2 separate regions of the Mus musculus genome follow, and region 2 is linked to region 1. Evidence: chromatin contacts called from public Hi-C data. All regions are on one chromosome and are shown on one strand. The core of a region is the stretch at or near the end of the contact, and the rest is flanking DNA. Distances in the headings are between cores, read along the strand shown.

Region 1 (7,838 bases), core at 3,163-5,662:
GGGTGGGTTGGTTTCCGAGGGTTTCCTGAGGGCGATTATCGGAGACCTGCTGGTCTTCAGTCCATGTTGGAAGCTCTCAAGATACTAGGTTCACTTTTGAAAATCCTGAAATTTTGATTTCTTTTAAAAACACTGATATATTTTAAGAATGTGCTCCGGTTTTAGTCCCAGGTGTGGGAATGTGGGGCTGCTTCGGACTGTCCATAGCAGCTGACTATGATTTGCCTTGTGCTCTAGTAGAAGCATGGTTTTGCCAGCTGCAGATAACGTCTGCAATTGTGTGATGTTTGGAATTCCGGGAACTTTTCAGAGAGTCTATCTATAAAAGTTAAGGCCCCCGAGAAGTAGGGTGAGATGGTTGTTGGTCATTTACATAGGTTTGTTATGGTTTGTTGGTAGTTGTTCTCAAAGAACAAACAAAAGGACAGAAGTCATATTCAGGGGAACTCTCTCTCCCCTCTCCCTTCCTTTCTCTTCTATCTCGTGTGTTTTGGGGGAGGGGGTGAAACCTGGAGGATTAAGGGTGGGGAAAAGAACAACCCACAAAGTAGCAAAGACTAGCGGCAGGGTTCTAACATCAGTGAAAGATGCAGCAGCGACAGGGTGGATGAACACTCCAGCAATAGTGAGAGCTAGCAGGTGAAAGCAAAGCCTCTGTCCTCCATCTCTGGTGTTAGCTTGTTTTGAGACAGGCTCTCACAATGAATCCCTGGCTGTCCTGGAACTCAGTATGTAGATCAGGCTGTCCTTGGACTCAAGAGAACAATCTGCATCTATCTCCCAAGGGCTAGGACTAATGACATTAGTCGGTTCCTGGCTACATTTCTTACTGTTTGGGCTGCCATCTACACCGAGAATGGGTCTTCCCACTTGAGATAATCTAACCATGACAATCCCTCACAAGGGGACTCTTTTCATTGGTTTCCAACCCAGACAAGTTGACAATTAGGACCGAGAGTCACAGATGTATCTTGGACTTGCCTGGTGGTTTCCTTGTGCCTAGACTGGGTTAGGGAGGACCACAGAGGTGAAGAGCCCTTCTCACCACATCCCACCAGGGACACAGGTATCAGGGAGGATATACAACCAATATGACTCACTGCTGGTGACGTTAACCTTTGTTAAGACAAGGCTCTGCCTGACATTTAATCTCTCTTTTCTTTTTGCTTCAGGCCTGCAGCTTTGTTCCTGGTAACTATTTGTTCCTGTTGATGAGAGTTCTTGCGACATCACCTTCCTGCATCCCATGTGCATCCCAAGGGCCACCCAGGCTGCTGCTAGGTTGCCAGACTACTAAGCAGCTCGCTGTTGGAAAGTGGCTTCATACAGCCATGTATCTATTTGGTGTCAAGTCTACATGATTCCGGGATTGCCCTGTGATGGTGAATATTGATATTTGTCCTTCCTGAATGGGCAGGTTATGATAACCTTGTAGGAGTTTGCGTTTGAAATGTTCTGTGGAATTCTTTGCTATCCTCCATAGGATGCAGAAAACATCTAAGATGCTATGCTACTGGCCAGTTCTGCATCAGGGATGGAAAGGGGTTGTGGAGAAGGAAGAAACTGGGGTGCCATTCCAACAAAATATGGTTCACATGGCACTCATTGTGGAAGGCTGTTCCCAGCATGCGCAGTGGAAGTGGACTGGTGTTTCCAACAGCTGGCCATGTCTGTGTACCACACATCTCCAATAAGAAAAGGTGGAGGGCAAAGAGGTGGTCCAAGTCTATCTGCAATTGTCTTGGTTGGTTTTATTCGATGACAGTGAATGAAAGCTGCTTGTGGTGGTTTGAATAGGTTTGACCCCCACAGATTCAAGGAGGTCTGGCCTTGTTGAAAAAGATGTGACCTTGTTGGACAAAGTGTGTCACTGTGTAGGTGACCTTTGAGAATTCCTATGCTCAGGCTCTGCCCAGGATAGAAGATAGTCTCTTTCTGGCTGCCTTCAGATCAAGATCTAGAACTCTCAGTGTCTCCAGTCTACCTGCACAATGCCATGCTTCCCACCATGCTGATAATAATGATCATGGATTGAACCTCTGAACTATAATACAGCCCCAGTTAAACATTTCCTTTATTAGAGTTGCCTTGGTAATGGCGTCTCTTCACAGCAATAAAACCCAAACTAAGATACTGCTCACAGTATTTTGGTATAATACATGTGTAAGGCAGCCCACTTGGATACTTCCAGGAAGTAAGCCACCCAGACATGGCTAGCTGGATAAGCTAAACATTGATCCAGACTCTTCTTTCAGGGCAATCAGGAGAACGCTGTGGCCACTTGAACCTATATATTCTGGAATGGTGGACAGTGATGCTCAGATTCATGTGCAGGCAAACCAGAGGATGCTGGTCTCTATCAAGATGCCCAAGACCACAGGGCCTGGGGAGAGAAGGGTTATACCAGACTTCCAGGTCTTTCTGGAAGGCCAAGCTGTGCCACCTGTCCCAGAGTTCTAGGAGACACCTGCATGCTATGATGACTGCCATTCTACTGGTTAGGCTGGGCACATTTTGTTATTTATACTCACAAAATCCCAAGTCAGGATGCATTGTGAGGTTTGGAGAACATGGCAGAAAGGGCAGGAAGCAAGAACACTGGGCTGTTTGTCATTTACCCACCTGCTTCTCATGCCTTTCTTGTTGGTCTCAGCACATCAGCTGCCTTCCTCCTCTTCCTCCTCCTTTTCCTCTCCCTTTGTTGCTTGGGTGGGTCTGAGACTATGCAATCCTCCTGCCTCAACCTCCAAAGGACCTGGGATTACAGGTGTGCACCACCAGGCCTGACCAACTTTTTCCTTTTTTATTTCTCTACCACTGAACCTTCAACCAAGGATTTTTCCTCACCCAGTCTATGCAATTCAGCTCTAGTCAGCATGGGGTCCAATATGTACTCTTAGGTTTTTGATCTTGGGTTATTTACTTATTTGCACACGTGCACATGTATGTGTGTGGTATGAATGCACACATGTGTGCATGCTCACATGTGTGTGGGTATACATGCATTTTCTGAGGCCTGAGGCTGATGTTAGGTATCTTCCTCCACTGCCCTCCACCTTATAGATTGAAGCAGGGTCACCTAGGTGAACCCAGAGCTTGACCACTGGGATGCTCTACCTAGTCAGCTTGCTTCAGAGGTTCTTGATTTCCACCTTCTGAGTGTGGGGTCATGGGCAGAGCACTGCACCCACTCGGCATTTACATGGGCGCTGGGAATCTGAGCACCATTGACTCGCCTGGGCAGTCAGTTCTTTACCCAGTGAGAAATTTCAAGCCTCAGAATCTGTAGTGTGTGTGGTGTGCAGTGGATGTGTGTCTATGTGTGTGTATGTGTGTGGTGTGTGTCTGTGGTGTGTGGTGTGTCTGTGCACAGGTGGAGGTTCTAGAAGGTACAGGAAGAGCTGGGGAAGAAGTGTGCCAGATTAAGATAAGCTCAGCCGGACTCCTGAGGTTGGCTGGAGGGTTAAGAGTTACACGTGTGAGTCAGGGCTTGGTTGACATTGGGCGTATGCTGAAGAAGATGCAGGCAGTAGTGGTGGCAGAGGAGCCTGGACAGGCCTTGGCCCCAGGATAGCATCTGCTCTGGGAGACAACCCAGGCTGGTTCTTCAGAGACTGGCAGAGGAGCCACCGGGTGGATAGGAAGGGCCAATGACTCATGGAGGCTCTTGTTTACATATTATCTCTCACCTGCTTCAGAAAGCTTTTGAAGTGGCGCCTAATTGAAGCCTCGGGTAGCTCGGCTTGCTGAGACCAGAGAGATCATGTCAGGGCTGGAGGCTGGCTTGGGTAAGGCTGGCACACCCGGGCGGGTACACTGCCCATGGAAGGAAGGCAGACCGAGCCCTGACTGGGCCAGGACGGAAGCTGGGAGATTCTCAGAAAGTCTGTGTAACCTGGGAAGATCGGTTTCGACACTTCCGGTTTGAGCCTGTTGAGTGTTTTGTTTGAGGCAGGGTCTAATGTTTTCCAGGCTGATCTCAAGCTGGCTGTGTAGCCAAGGAAGACACCTTGAAATTCTGGTCCTTCCACCTATACCTCCAAGTGTCGGGCTTACAAATACGCGTCACCACACACGCAGTTTATTAATGCTGGGCACCGAACCTGGGAGTCCAGGCTTCACACAGCTAGGCCAGCACTCTCCCAGTCAAGCAAGGAACATCTTTAGCCTCTGCTAAGGTTCTCTTTTTGTTTCTTTTGTTTTTGTTTTTCTGAGACAGGGTGACTCTGTGTAGTCCTGGCTGGCCTGAAACTCACTCTGCAATCTAGGCTGGCCTTGAACTCACAGAGATCCACTTGCCTCTGCCTCCTGAGTGGAGTGACTAAAGGTGTCACTATCTGTCAGGCTCTCTGTTGGGACACTTGTTAGCTATTCTGAGCCCCACCTGGCAGAGGCTTTGGTCTTTGTTCTTCAGGAATTTCCAACTTCTGGTCTCTAAGAGGGAAGGCCTTTCCTTCCAGGGTCTAGATGTCCCTGACCTCAGGCTAAAAGACTCATGGGAGGGAATCTTGTCTTATTTTAATTTACTTCTTTTTGTTTTGTTTTGTTGTTGTTGTTGTTTTTCGAGACAGGGTTTCTCTGTATAGCCCTGGCTGTCCTGGAACTCACTTTGTAGACCAGGCTGGCCTCGAACTCAGAAATCCACCTGCCTCTGCCTCCTGAGCGCTGGGATTAAAGGCGTGCGCCACCATGCCCAGCTTTAATTTACTTCTAAGCCTACCCCACACCAGCATGGTCTGCCCCATGACCCCCAGAGTAAAACTTGGAGGAATCCTACTGCTTCGTCTGCCTTTGTCTGGTAGCACTCGGAGAAAGAAGTCTCCGGTTCCCAACCCCCAGGGTCTTCTTAGGCTATGACGCGGGGGTGGGTGCTGAACTCTGTCTGCCCCTCCTCCACAATGCTTCCGGCCTCTTACCTGACCGTCCCCGACTCCTCCGGCTTCCATCAGATCAGGTTTCCTTAGGAGGCACACTGACAACTTCCAAAAGTTACACCAAGTTTTGGCAAGTCTGACTGAACCCCGACAGACTTTTCTGTCACATTTCCTTACAGCTACTTAAACCGCACTTTGCTGTGTAATAGAACACCTCCCAGTCGGGGAGCCGGAGGGGTCTCCCGCAGGCAGGATTCAACACGAAGACAGTCAGGAAAAGCAGAGGCTGGGGGTTTAGCCTACAAGGGTAAGTTCGTCACCCTGGGGGGTCGGGGAGATGCTGATAGAGAGGCACAGAAAAGCCAACTTCAGCCAACCAGGGTCATGGGGCGGAGAGGCGGAACGCAAGGCTTCTCTGCTTAGACGGTCACCACATCTTCCTACTCTGCGGAAGGGAAACCCAAACCCCATCCTGAGCCGAGGGACAGCCGGTAGGAGGTAAGTGGATAAGAAGACACGTGAGCATTGAGGGACTATCAGGGCCGAGCTGATGGCCTGAAGCCAGAGAGGGAGGGCTTTCCAGTAGTAGGTGAAGAACAGAAAGGAAGACCGGCGCTGCCCCGGGGACCCCACCCCCGACATTCTTGGAGTGTGAGATACATTAATTAAGGAAATAAGCTCTGGGTTAGGAGGGAAACGGCGGCTTGCAAGAAGCAGAACCAGAGAGGAGTGTCTACGGAAAGGAAATCGGGTCAGGAGAGACTCCCAGTCACAGGGTAGGAGGCTGTTCTAGGGGCTCAGAGCCAGGAACACAGCAGTCATAAACTAGGGTTTTTGCTCTGAAGTCTCCCTCTCGTCACACATGTGCCCCCCCCCTCCCTACGGTAGGACACTGAGCAGCTGGGAACATCATCTCGAGATGCATCTCAAAAGACAGGGACAGAAAGCCACCAGAATGTCACAAAAGTTATGTCCTCTGAGAAGGTGAGTTTGGAGGTCGGTTGGCCAGGGCGAGGGAGGAAGGAAGTGGGGGTTGGGGGGAGAACACTGGCCTGCAGCCTGTGCTAGAGAAGGAGCCAAGGCAGAGCCCATGCTGGGTGAGACCGTCCTGACTGTCCTGAGACATGCTTTGTAGACCAGGCTGGCTTGAACTCAGAGATCTGCCTGCTTCTGCCTCCCAAGTGCTGGAAATAAAGGCCTGCACCGGTTGGCTGAAATCTCCCTCAATCTCTTCGAAAAGAAAAACAAAAACAAACAAAAAAAAAACCATAAAACCAAAAATCAAAGCATTGCTTTGCTTTCTGTAGCTGTTCTAAAACCCTTAGAAGTGAGAAAATCAGGCTGGTGAGTTGGATCCCCAGGACCCTCACATGTTATCCCCTGACCTCAGCACCATGGCAACCAGGCTTGCCCTTCACTTCCCACCACAAACGGAGGAATGTTCTCTAAAAATGAGAAAACCGTCCTTTTGAGTTCAGAAGAGCTCCCACGACCGCTAACCCACGACCGCTAACCCACGACCGCTAACCCACGACCGCTAAGCGTCAGGTTGGGCACCTGACCACACACTTCCAGCTCTGAGCCCTGAAGTATGGACTCTGGAGAGGCAGCAGTGAAGGAAAGTCATACTTCAGCGGTGCAAGCCTGGCCGTACAGCGCCAATGCGAGCTTCTCATTGTTGGTCTTCATTTGCTTTAGTTCTATGGCCTTTGGGGACTTCTAGTACATTCCATTTTGAAATAACTTTTTGTGTTAGTCAGCTTAATACTGTGATAAAATACATAAAATACAACGAAAGTTGATATAAAACATGAATAATCAGCCAGGCGATGGTGGTGCACACCTTTAGTCCCAGCACTCAGGAGACAGTCGCAGGCAGATCTCTGAGTTTCAAAGCCAGCCTGGCCTACAAAGCAAGTTCCAGGACAGCCAGGGCTACACAGAGAAACCCTGGAGTGTGGGGTGAGGGGCACAAACACCTGAATAATTTATCTTGTCTCACATTCTTAGAGAATTTAGTCTCTTTCTGCCTGTGACAGTGCTGAGGCAGGACGTCACGTGGACATCACATGGACGTCACGTGGGCCTATGGGTAAGGCAGCACTGCATAGCTATGGGAGCCAGGAAGCAGAGAGAGCTGGCACAGGATACAGTCCAGGTGGGCACACCCCAAGGACACACCCTCTTTACCTGACTACCGCCTCCTAAGCTTCTGTTCTTTCCCAGTAGTTCATCAAATTATGTGCCCAGAGCCAGTGAGATGCCTTAGGAGGTTAAAGTACTGGTCATTAGCCCTGACAACTTAAGTTGGGTCCTCAGGGCTCACAAGGTGAAAGGAGATGCACCAAAAGTTATCCTGTGACCTCTAAGCATATGTGCACGTTTGAGAGCACACATGAGGCACACACACACATATGCACACACTAAATGAAGCAAGGATGTGTAAAATAAATTATGGGTCCACCAGTGGATTAATCAGAGCCTCCAAGATTAAGTCACACCCCTAAACGAGTGTGACCACTAGTTAGTCCACTGCCTTTGAGAGGTTTTAACAGGGGAGGTGGTGGCCAGCTAGGGGATCAAGGCAATCCTTTCCTGGGATGGACAAAGAATTGGACTTCTGGGAATGACAGAAAATGAAGACTGGGTGGAAGCAAAAGTAATACTGTTCTCCCTTTGGAGTGAGAGGGGCCCTAAAGTTGGGAGTCTACTAAATGGATGCTGGCTTGGGTATTTTTTAGGTCCCTGAGTCTCTCCTGCCCCACTAGTCCCCTTTGGATGCATCCCTCCCTCTCCTAGGGCTCCTGATGTTTCTTCATTAATTCCTACAACTTTCTACATAGAAGCGATCCAGGCTCTAAGAGTGGCCACTGGGACTCTGTGTTATAGAAAAAGAGAGTCTAGCAGAGGAGACGGTTGTGAAATGATCCCCTACTGAGTCACAGGTGTCATATAAGGCTTTTA
Region 2 (7,838 bases), core at 3,857-6,356, 520 kb before region 1:
GTGGAAAGCCTGAAGCAAGAGGCTGGGCATCCTCAGGCCCTGTCTACTCATCCCAGGGCCTCTGGGTAGAGTGTAGCTCTTCAGGTGCGGGGACACGGGGGACACGGGGTTGGGGTCTGGGGAAGGGGCTTCAGCTAGCTGTCTTCCAGATTACCCAGTACCCAGTGCCTTGTCCTCTGCTCCCCTCCCCCTTTAATTAATTCTGGGTGAGCAGCCTGGCTTTATTGTGCGAGGAGCTGGGGTCTCACTGTGGGAAAAGTCACACCTTCTGAGCAGCTTCTGATGCCATGCAAATGAAGAGACCGTCCAGGAAACGCTTTCATCTGCACGGTCGCCTGTCCAGCCCCCAGCCCAGTAATTACCCACATGTCATTTGTTTGAGAGCAATTCCTGGGGAAAGCCACAGGGTGGGAGGGAGTGGGGGGGGGGGGGTGTGATGGAATGTCAGGCTCTTTGCCTGTGATCCTGGCTACAAAGTGAGGCCTGGCTGGGCCAAAGCTGTGCTGGGAACATCCGAGTCTTCAGAGGTACCTGGAATTGGGGTATGGTCACATATAGGTAGGAGAGGTGAGCAGAAGAGAGGGTCAGACCTGCCTTCTACAAAGGGAAGAGATGCCCTACAGGGCAGAGGCCAGCGAGGTGGGCAGGAGGGTGGGAATCTGCCTGAGGCTTTGGGAAGGAGCACATTCGAGTAGGCCTCCGGGCCAGGGACCCATGGGAGCCGAGCAGAGAGCAGTAGGGCCGGAGCACCCAGCAATTTGTTTATCTTTGAGTTGCTGCCTCCACAGAGCCCTCACTAATGGGGTTTTACAGCCCACTCAAGCTGCAACTGGCCAAGAATCAATCATTACCGTACTTAGTGGTTTGATAGTTAACAGCCTGAACTGAAGCCAAACTGGTTGTTAACTGTGATAACAACTGATTTCAAGGGGTTATTGCCGGCCCAATATGCTTAGCCATTTATTTTGGGGAAAACAAGCAGGGAGCTGTGGCAAGGCCCAGAAAAGGGAGGAGGACTGGGCTTCTCCTCAGCCAAAAGGCAGACCACTCTATCCCTGGGTCAGCTAGACAAGCTGCCTCGGGCTCTCTCCCTTCTGTCCTTACCAAGTCCTGCTTGGATTCTTCTTTCTTGCTTGGCCATTTTCTATCAAATGGTGTCTGGTGGAGCCTGGGGCTGGCATCAGCTTCATTGTGTGGCCTCCAAGCCTTGAACTCCTCCTCCAAAGTGCCTCTCAGACATTGTGTCTCTAGTGCGCTCTCGTGACGCCCTCACAGGGAGAAGCCCAGCTCAGTGGTCAGGCCTCTCCTCAGCAGGTTGGGCTAGACCCTTGCTCATCCTGACCCTGGGATGCCCAGAGCCATGCTAAGTCTGAATCAAAAACTTGCATTTCATTTCAAAGCCACCAAAGACCCAACACAGGTCTTGGCTGGAAGGAATGAAGAAATGAGCGAGGGCTCTCTTCTCCCACAGCTCCTGTCCACCCACCCTGCTCTCTGTGACACTGTGACACTGCCCAGGCTTGAACACCGCTGTGCAAAGGACCTCGCTCTCTCCAGATGGATAACCGGTGGCTCAGAAGTCAAAGCTAAAATATTTCCAGGTCTAGGCTGCCTCTTGAGGACTGTAGGTCTCACCCTGATACTGTTCATTAATTCAATAAATATTTACTGAGTGCCTGACTCTGTTCTGGGCAGATGAGACAGAGCAGGAAGTTTTTTTAAAAAACCCTGAAATCCCCATTGTTTTCTGCTCAGCTGCTTGAGGGAGGCAGGAGGGGGCACAACCAACGGGACAGAGCGTATCAGACACAGCGTCAGAGACAGCAATGAGTGTGAAGGGTGTCGGCTGGCGTAAACAGCGTGATCACAGCGTGATCAAAGAAGGCCTCACTGAGAGCTTCGTGTTTGAACAGACACCTGTTGGGGCGAGGCTCTCAGATTGGGGGGCAGGAGGCACCCAGGTAGAGGAACAGCTAGCTCAAAAACTAGAGGGGACTAGAGAGATCAGTGGGGCTGGAACAAAGGTTAGGGGAGACCTCCAGAGCTGGGGCCGAGGAGTGTGTTCAGGGGGCTGGAATAGCAAGTTGATAACCACATGATGGCGAGGAACCCAGCGGAGGGCAGATCATACAGGGGCCACTTTGGCTTAGCCTTGCGGAGGTGAGGTGGCACCCCATTGTGAGGTTACAACAGCACAGCGACGTGATGTGAAGGCAGGGATGTGAAGATTGCCCTGGCTGCTGTGTGTTAAGTAGAGAGACTGTGGGGGGCAAGGGAGACAGTTACAAAGCGACAGAGAGAAGCTAAGTGATTGATAATAGTGGATTGGGAGAGGTGAGAAGCGATTGGAATTTGCTGGTTTTTTTTTTTTGTTTTTTGTTTTTTTGTCTTTTTTGGGGGGGGAGGGGCAGGTAGCTACTGCAGGGTCTGCAGGTGGGTTTGGCTTTGGTTTGGGTAGGAAGAGAAGGTGGCTAGGGATGCCTGGAACTGATGAGCAACTGAAAGTGCCCACCAGGGAGCTGCTGAGGTGGTTTGCAGAGAAGGTTCCAGGTGAGGGCTGGTTTACAGGGAGGCTCCGGAGTTTGAGTTTGGACGTGTGACGTTTAGGGAGCCTTCTTGCATCTGAAATTCCAGGGTGAGGTCTCAGTCTTGTGCTATAATAGGAGTGTTGAACACACAGCTCAGAGCCAGGAGACAGAATGGAGTCCCAAGGCTAGGGCATGCAGGGGACTAAAGGAGTAAAGACCCCGTTTGGAGTCTTAAGCCTCAGAGTGGAGGGGAGGGAACACAGACAAAGATGGAGGAAGTGTGGCCTGTGGGATAGTAGGAACCCCAGGAGACTGTACGCACTGCTGCAGCAGAATGAGCGCTGGCAGAACCTGGAGTTTAAGGGTCCATTAGCTTCTTCTTCCCCTACCTACCAAACCCAGAGCCAGGAAGTCTCCAAAACCAAGAAATGTTTCATCCGGAGCCTCCCGGATTCTTCCCACAAACTGACTTGTGCTTCACCCAGTAGGTCCCACTGGCTTCGCTTCCAGAACATTCTCTTGTCCAGTCCATCCAATAGCTTGTCTGTGGCTACTACCCTGCTCCAAGCCACCTCTACTTTTTCTTTTCTCTTCTCTTCTCTTCTCTTCTTTTCTTTTCTTTTCTTTTCTTTTCTTTTCTTTTCTTTTCTTTTCTTTTCTTTTCTGAAAGTGTCTCACCATGTCTGGTGATTCACTATATAGACCAAGCCAGCCTTGAACTCAGAGAGAGTCGCTTGCCTCTCAAGTGCTGTGATTAAAGACATGTCACCAATATCTGGCCTCCACTTTATTTCTTTATTCATTTAGACAGGACCTCTCCCTGATCCTGGGGCTTGCCCTTTGAGATGGACTAGCTGGTCATCTGTTTCTGTGACCCCACCTCCATCCTGAGTGCCTGCCGGGGGTCATGGGTGTGCACCCCTGTAGCTGGCTTTTACATGAGCGCTGGGGAACCCAGCTTTACTCACTGATAGCTTCCCCAGGCCTCTGTCCTCCATTCTCACACAGCAGCAATCTTGGCACACAGCTGCCTTCTCTATCCCTACCAGCTCAGTCACTGGAATTTTCAAACCCCAGATGGGATTGTGTTAGTCCCACCAAACCCACCCTGAGATTCTAACCTGGGGCCCATGGCCTACAGTCTCCCGTGCATTCTGGCCTTGACCGGTCTGTCTCATCCTGCATCCTAAGCCACCTTTGTCATCGCTCACTGCATTCTGTCCCTGCCTCTTCAGTCTCTTCCGGCTTCTCACACAAGCTAAGTGGGTGTTTGCCTGTCTCCGTGCCTGCTGCCCTCCCTGCTGGGAACGCTTGTCCTACAGGGTCATGAGATGGGTGGGTGCAGTAAAGAACTCTCTGATTTCTTTGTTCCCTTGTGCAGTGCTGAGGCCTCACATATGCTGGGCAAGTCCTCTTTCTGCTTTTTAGTTCATACCTTAGTTGTTTTGGGTTTTTTGGAAATGGGAGTTTACATACGGTGGCGTGCACATGGAAGTCACAGGACAACTATTGGGAAAAAAAAGTTTTATTAAGATGCCTAGGCTGGCCTTGACCTTGGGTTTGAAATCTTGCCTCAGCTCCCAAGTAGTGAGGTTTACAATCCTCCTAGTTTGCTCCTCCGTTGCTGTGATAAACACGGACTAGAAGCAGCTTGGATTGGAAGGGGCATTTGTTTGGCTTACGGACTCCAATCCATCATTGAGGGAAGTCAACGCAAGGGCTTAAGTCAGTAACCTGGAGACAGAAACTGAAGCCAAGACCCAAGAGGAGTGCTGCTCACTGGCTTGCTCCCCGAGGCTTGCTCAGTTTGCTTCTTTATACAACTCCAGACCACCTGCATAAGGGCGGCACTGCCCACAGTGAGCTGGGACTTTCACATCAATCAATCGCCAATCAAGAAAATTCCCCTCAGACAGGCAGACAAGGGCAGTGTGATGGAGAACTATGCCTTACCCTTCTTCCCAGGTGACTTGCGTTTCTGTCAAGTCGATGAAAGCTAGCCAGCAACAGGCCTGGCACCATGAAGGTCTGTCCTATTTTCTATGTTATTCTCCCCACTCACTGGTATTTTCCTGGTTTCTGTTTCTTAGATTCTGCTCTGTCTAGCTGTACCTTCCCAAAGAGCGAGAACCTTGGTGTAACTTGCTCATTGCCTAAGACAGCACTGCTGAATGCTGACCACCTAGCTCATCTGAGCTATGCTACCTTCGTACTTATTTATTTACTTACTTATATATTTGAGACAAGATTGGGCTGACAGAATTCACAATGTAGTCCAGGCTAGCCTTGAACTGTTGACAATCTTCCTACACGAGCTTACTGAATGTTGGGATTATAGGTGTGAGCCGAGGTACATAGTTCACGCCTCTACTGTTTACAGGAGACCACAAACCCATTTTTTGAAGGCACGGTAAATGTTCCCTAAGCTTGGACAAATGGAGATCAAAGCAGGACCTATTGGACTGGAAACCTCAGAACCCCTCCAAATTCTGCTTCCTTGGTTGCATTGGGTTTCCATAGCAACCAAGGGGCTTCAGTAAAGATGGTGAGTGGGGAATTAAAAGACAGAGAGAGCAGAGAAGAGAGGAGGAGTAAGTGGTGGGGAGACAGATGGGGAGCTGGCAGGAACTCCGGGGGGATCCCCAAGTCCCATGTTATTCTGGAAGGTTGTGCCAAGAAGGATCTGTTGGTTGCTCTCCCTCCCATCTGGGTCTCGCTGCACCCTAAGAAGTGACTGTCCATCTGGGCAGGCCCAGAGCTGATCGCTTGTGAGCCCCCTCCCTCTGCTTGGCAGACACTGAGCGAGGCCTGGGCTCTATCCCTCAGCAAAAAACACGAGGAAGCCCTGGGCTGATTCAGGGAACACTTGTTTGCCCTTCCTTGCTTGGCTGTCGGTGGAAGGAGAAAGGACTGTCCAGGCACTGTCCCCTGCTGAACATAGTCCTTTGCCCTGACATTTGGGGATCGTGGCCTAGCTCCCAGTGGTTAAAGATCGTATGGCTCGAGTGTAGGACCTGACTGGAAGTACTCAGAACAAGAGCCCAGGCCTGGGTGCTGCTCTGAGATATGCAGGAGAAGCCTGAAGAAAGCCCTTCTGGAGTGGCAACCTGTTCCTCCCTCTGGGAAATACCTGAGCCTGAAGCCTGCAAGGGATCCTGGGAGGACCCATGACATCTGCCAGCAGCCTGGACACCTTGGTCCTGAGACCCAGGACAACTGTGTGGAGAACAGGTCAGTGACCATCAAATTACATCTGTCCCTCTGCCCGAAGGCACATATTATGGAAGACCTCAGGGGAATGTCTGGGACCTGGACTCAAGACAGAGTGGTCCCCTAAATGTCATTTGTCCCTAAATACCTCCACTGTCATGGATCCCATGTTATGTCCAGTGTCTGATTTAATAATTTCATTTTTTTCCTTCCTTCCTTCCTTCCTTCCTTCCTTCCTTCCTTCCTTTTTTCTTTCTTTCTTTCTTTCTTTCTTTCTTTCTTTCTTTCTTTCTTCCTTTCCTTTCTCTTTCTTTCTTTCTTTCTTTCTTTCTTTCTTTCTTTCTTTCTTTCTTTCTTTCTTTCTTTTAGAAATGATCTCACTATGTAGCCCTAACTGGCCTAGAACTCTTTATGTATACCACTGGCCTCAAACCCACAGAGATTTACCTGCCTCTGTTTCCTGGCTGCTGGGTTTAAATGTGTGCCCTTTATCTATATCTATCTGTCTATCTGTCTATCTATCTATCTATCTATCTATCTATCTATCTATCTATCTATCTATCTATTTATCTATCTACTGTCTATTTATCATTTATCTATCTATCTCACTCTTTTTCTTCCTTTCCAGATCTGGAATGGATCACTTGATCTTGTGTATGCTGGACAAAGGCTTCAGATCCAACCATTTCAATTTGACAAACACCATCACATCTCACGACATCGTCCTCCACAAAGAAATCCTGCGTTCCATCCTAACAAATACCTGTGCTATACTGCACTGTTCCGCTTGCCTCCTGCCCTGCCTCCTTTGGTTTCTTCGACAGCCTTCCCTGGAGTCACTGCCTTCTACACAGTGCCTAAGAGCAAGCCCATGAAACATTCATGGTGGGTAATCCACTGTGGAGGACCTACTGATGGCTGTCCTGATAGAACAGGCAGGTCAGCGGAGGCTGGGCTTGGGCTCAGGTTCCAGCCACTTCCCTGAAACTGGTCCTGATTCTCCCAAGGGAAGGCTGGAGGTTCAGATCCTGAGCTGCCAGCAGATGTTCCTGTGACGGGATGCGATGTAGCAGCTCAGGGAGGGAGAGTGGCTTCAAGGTTACCCATAAGTGAGGTGCGGTTTGTTAGTTGAGGGTCTAAGAGCCAGGAGACAAAAATGAGCCAAATGACTCAAGAGCTAAAAAGGGCCTGGGTCTGTGCTGAGTGAGAGGAGGGGGACAGAGCCTAAGTTTGTGGTATCTGAAATTTCTTTTCTTTTCTTTTCTTTTTTTTTTTTGTTTTTGTTTGTTTTTTTTTTTTTTTTTTTTTTGAGACAGGGTTTTTCTGTGTAGCCTTGGCTGTCCTGGAATTCACTCTGTAGACCAGGCTGGCCTTGAACTCAGAAATCTGTCTGCCTCTGCCTCCCAAGTGCTGGGATTAAAGGCGTGCACCACCACACCCGGCTGTTTCAACCTTCCTAATGCTGCAACCCTTTACAGTTCCTCGTGCTGTGGTGACCACCAGCCATAAAATTATTTTGTTGCTCCTGTAGCTGTGATTTTGCTAGTGTTATGGATTGTAATGTAAATACCTGATATGCAGAATATTTGATATATGACCCCTATGAAAAAGTCGTTTGACCGCCAAAGGCCTTGCAAACCAAAGGTTGAGAACAGCTGGCCCGAGAGATAGGCCTGCGAGACCACGGGATGGAACTATCCTGGATCCGATTAGAATGGTCAGCATCAACGTTTGTGTGAGTAGGGGAGTCCAGCGGGTGCTTTAGAATGTCACTCTTTGGACCAGTGGCTTCTGTGGGCAGGGACTCTGTGGGAGGAGCTGGGCCACCTGAGTAAGGGCTCTGAGGTCAGGCGTGCAGATTGACACCATCACTGGTACCGTAAGAAGATGCACTGGGCCTCTATGGAGGCTGCTTTCTTGGGAAACAGTTTAGTAGCCCGAGGGCCTGAGGTCACCCAACAGCTGGCAAAGATCAAGGGCAAGTTTCTATGTGCCCATCAGATGCCCAGCCTTTCTCTCAGCCTTGCATTTACTCAAGCAGGTGTGGCTGCCTAAGGCCTGGACCCTCAGCAGAAGCAAGAGGTGCAGATGCACTGATTG

The links. Hi-C and Micro-C count contacts between places; a contact is called where the count stands out from the background.
Region 2: a Hi-C map of embryonic stem cells shows a contact between it and region 1, with 2.6 times the contacts expected there. The contact joins the promoter of 4933429K18Rik here to the enhancer-like site in region 1. A contact is called at or near these places in 1 of 39 promoter capture datasets (neural stem cells), 1 of 15 datasets of contacts at CTCF or cohesin (large pre-B cells), 20 of 484 Hi-C or Micro-C datasets (the G1E-ER4 cell line, the NIH/3T3 cell line, cerebellar granule neurons and 7 more), 18 of 115 datasets of contacts at active chromatin or transcription factors (acute myeloid leukemia, bone marrow-derived macrophages, craniofacial prominence and 12 more) and 2 of 9 other capture datasets (embryonic stem cells and embryonic tail).

What each region holds. Positions count from the first base shown.
Region 1 is chr19:45,205,930-45,213,767 of GRCm38.p6, reverse strand. No RefSeq gene overlaps it. Among named protein-coding and RNA genes, the nearest start is that of Lbx1, 27 kb to the left of the region's middle. Within about 2 kb of position 4,412, at least 80 of the 459 cell types and tissues checked have an H3K27ac peak or open chromatin away from gene starts, as enhancers often do. A contact at or near this core is called in acute myeloid leukemia, craniofacial prominence, differentiating embryonic stem cells and 2 more, where this site is marked.
Region 2 is chr19:45,727,826-45,735,663 of GRCm38.p6, reverse strand. 4933429K18Rik (RIKEN cDNA 4933429K18 gene) reads left to right here and starts at 5,106. Exons shown (of 3, transcript NR_045307.1): 1 at 5,106-5,759; 2 at 6,367-6,623. RefSeq lists an enhancer at 1-2,210.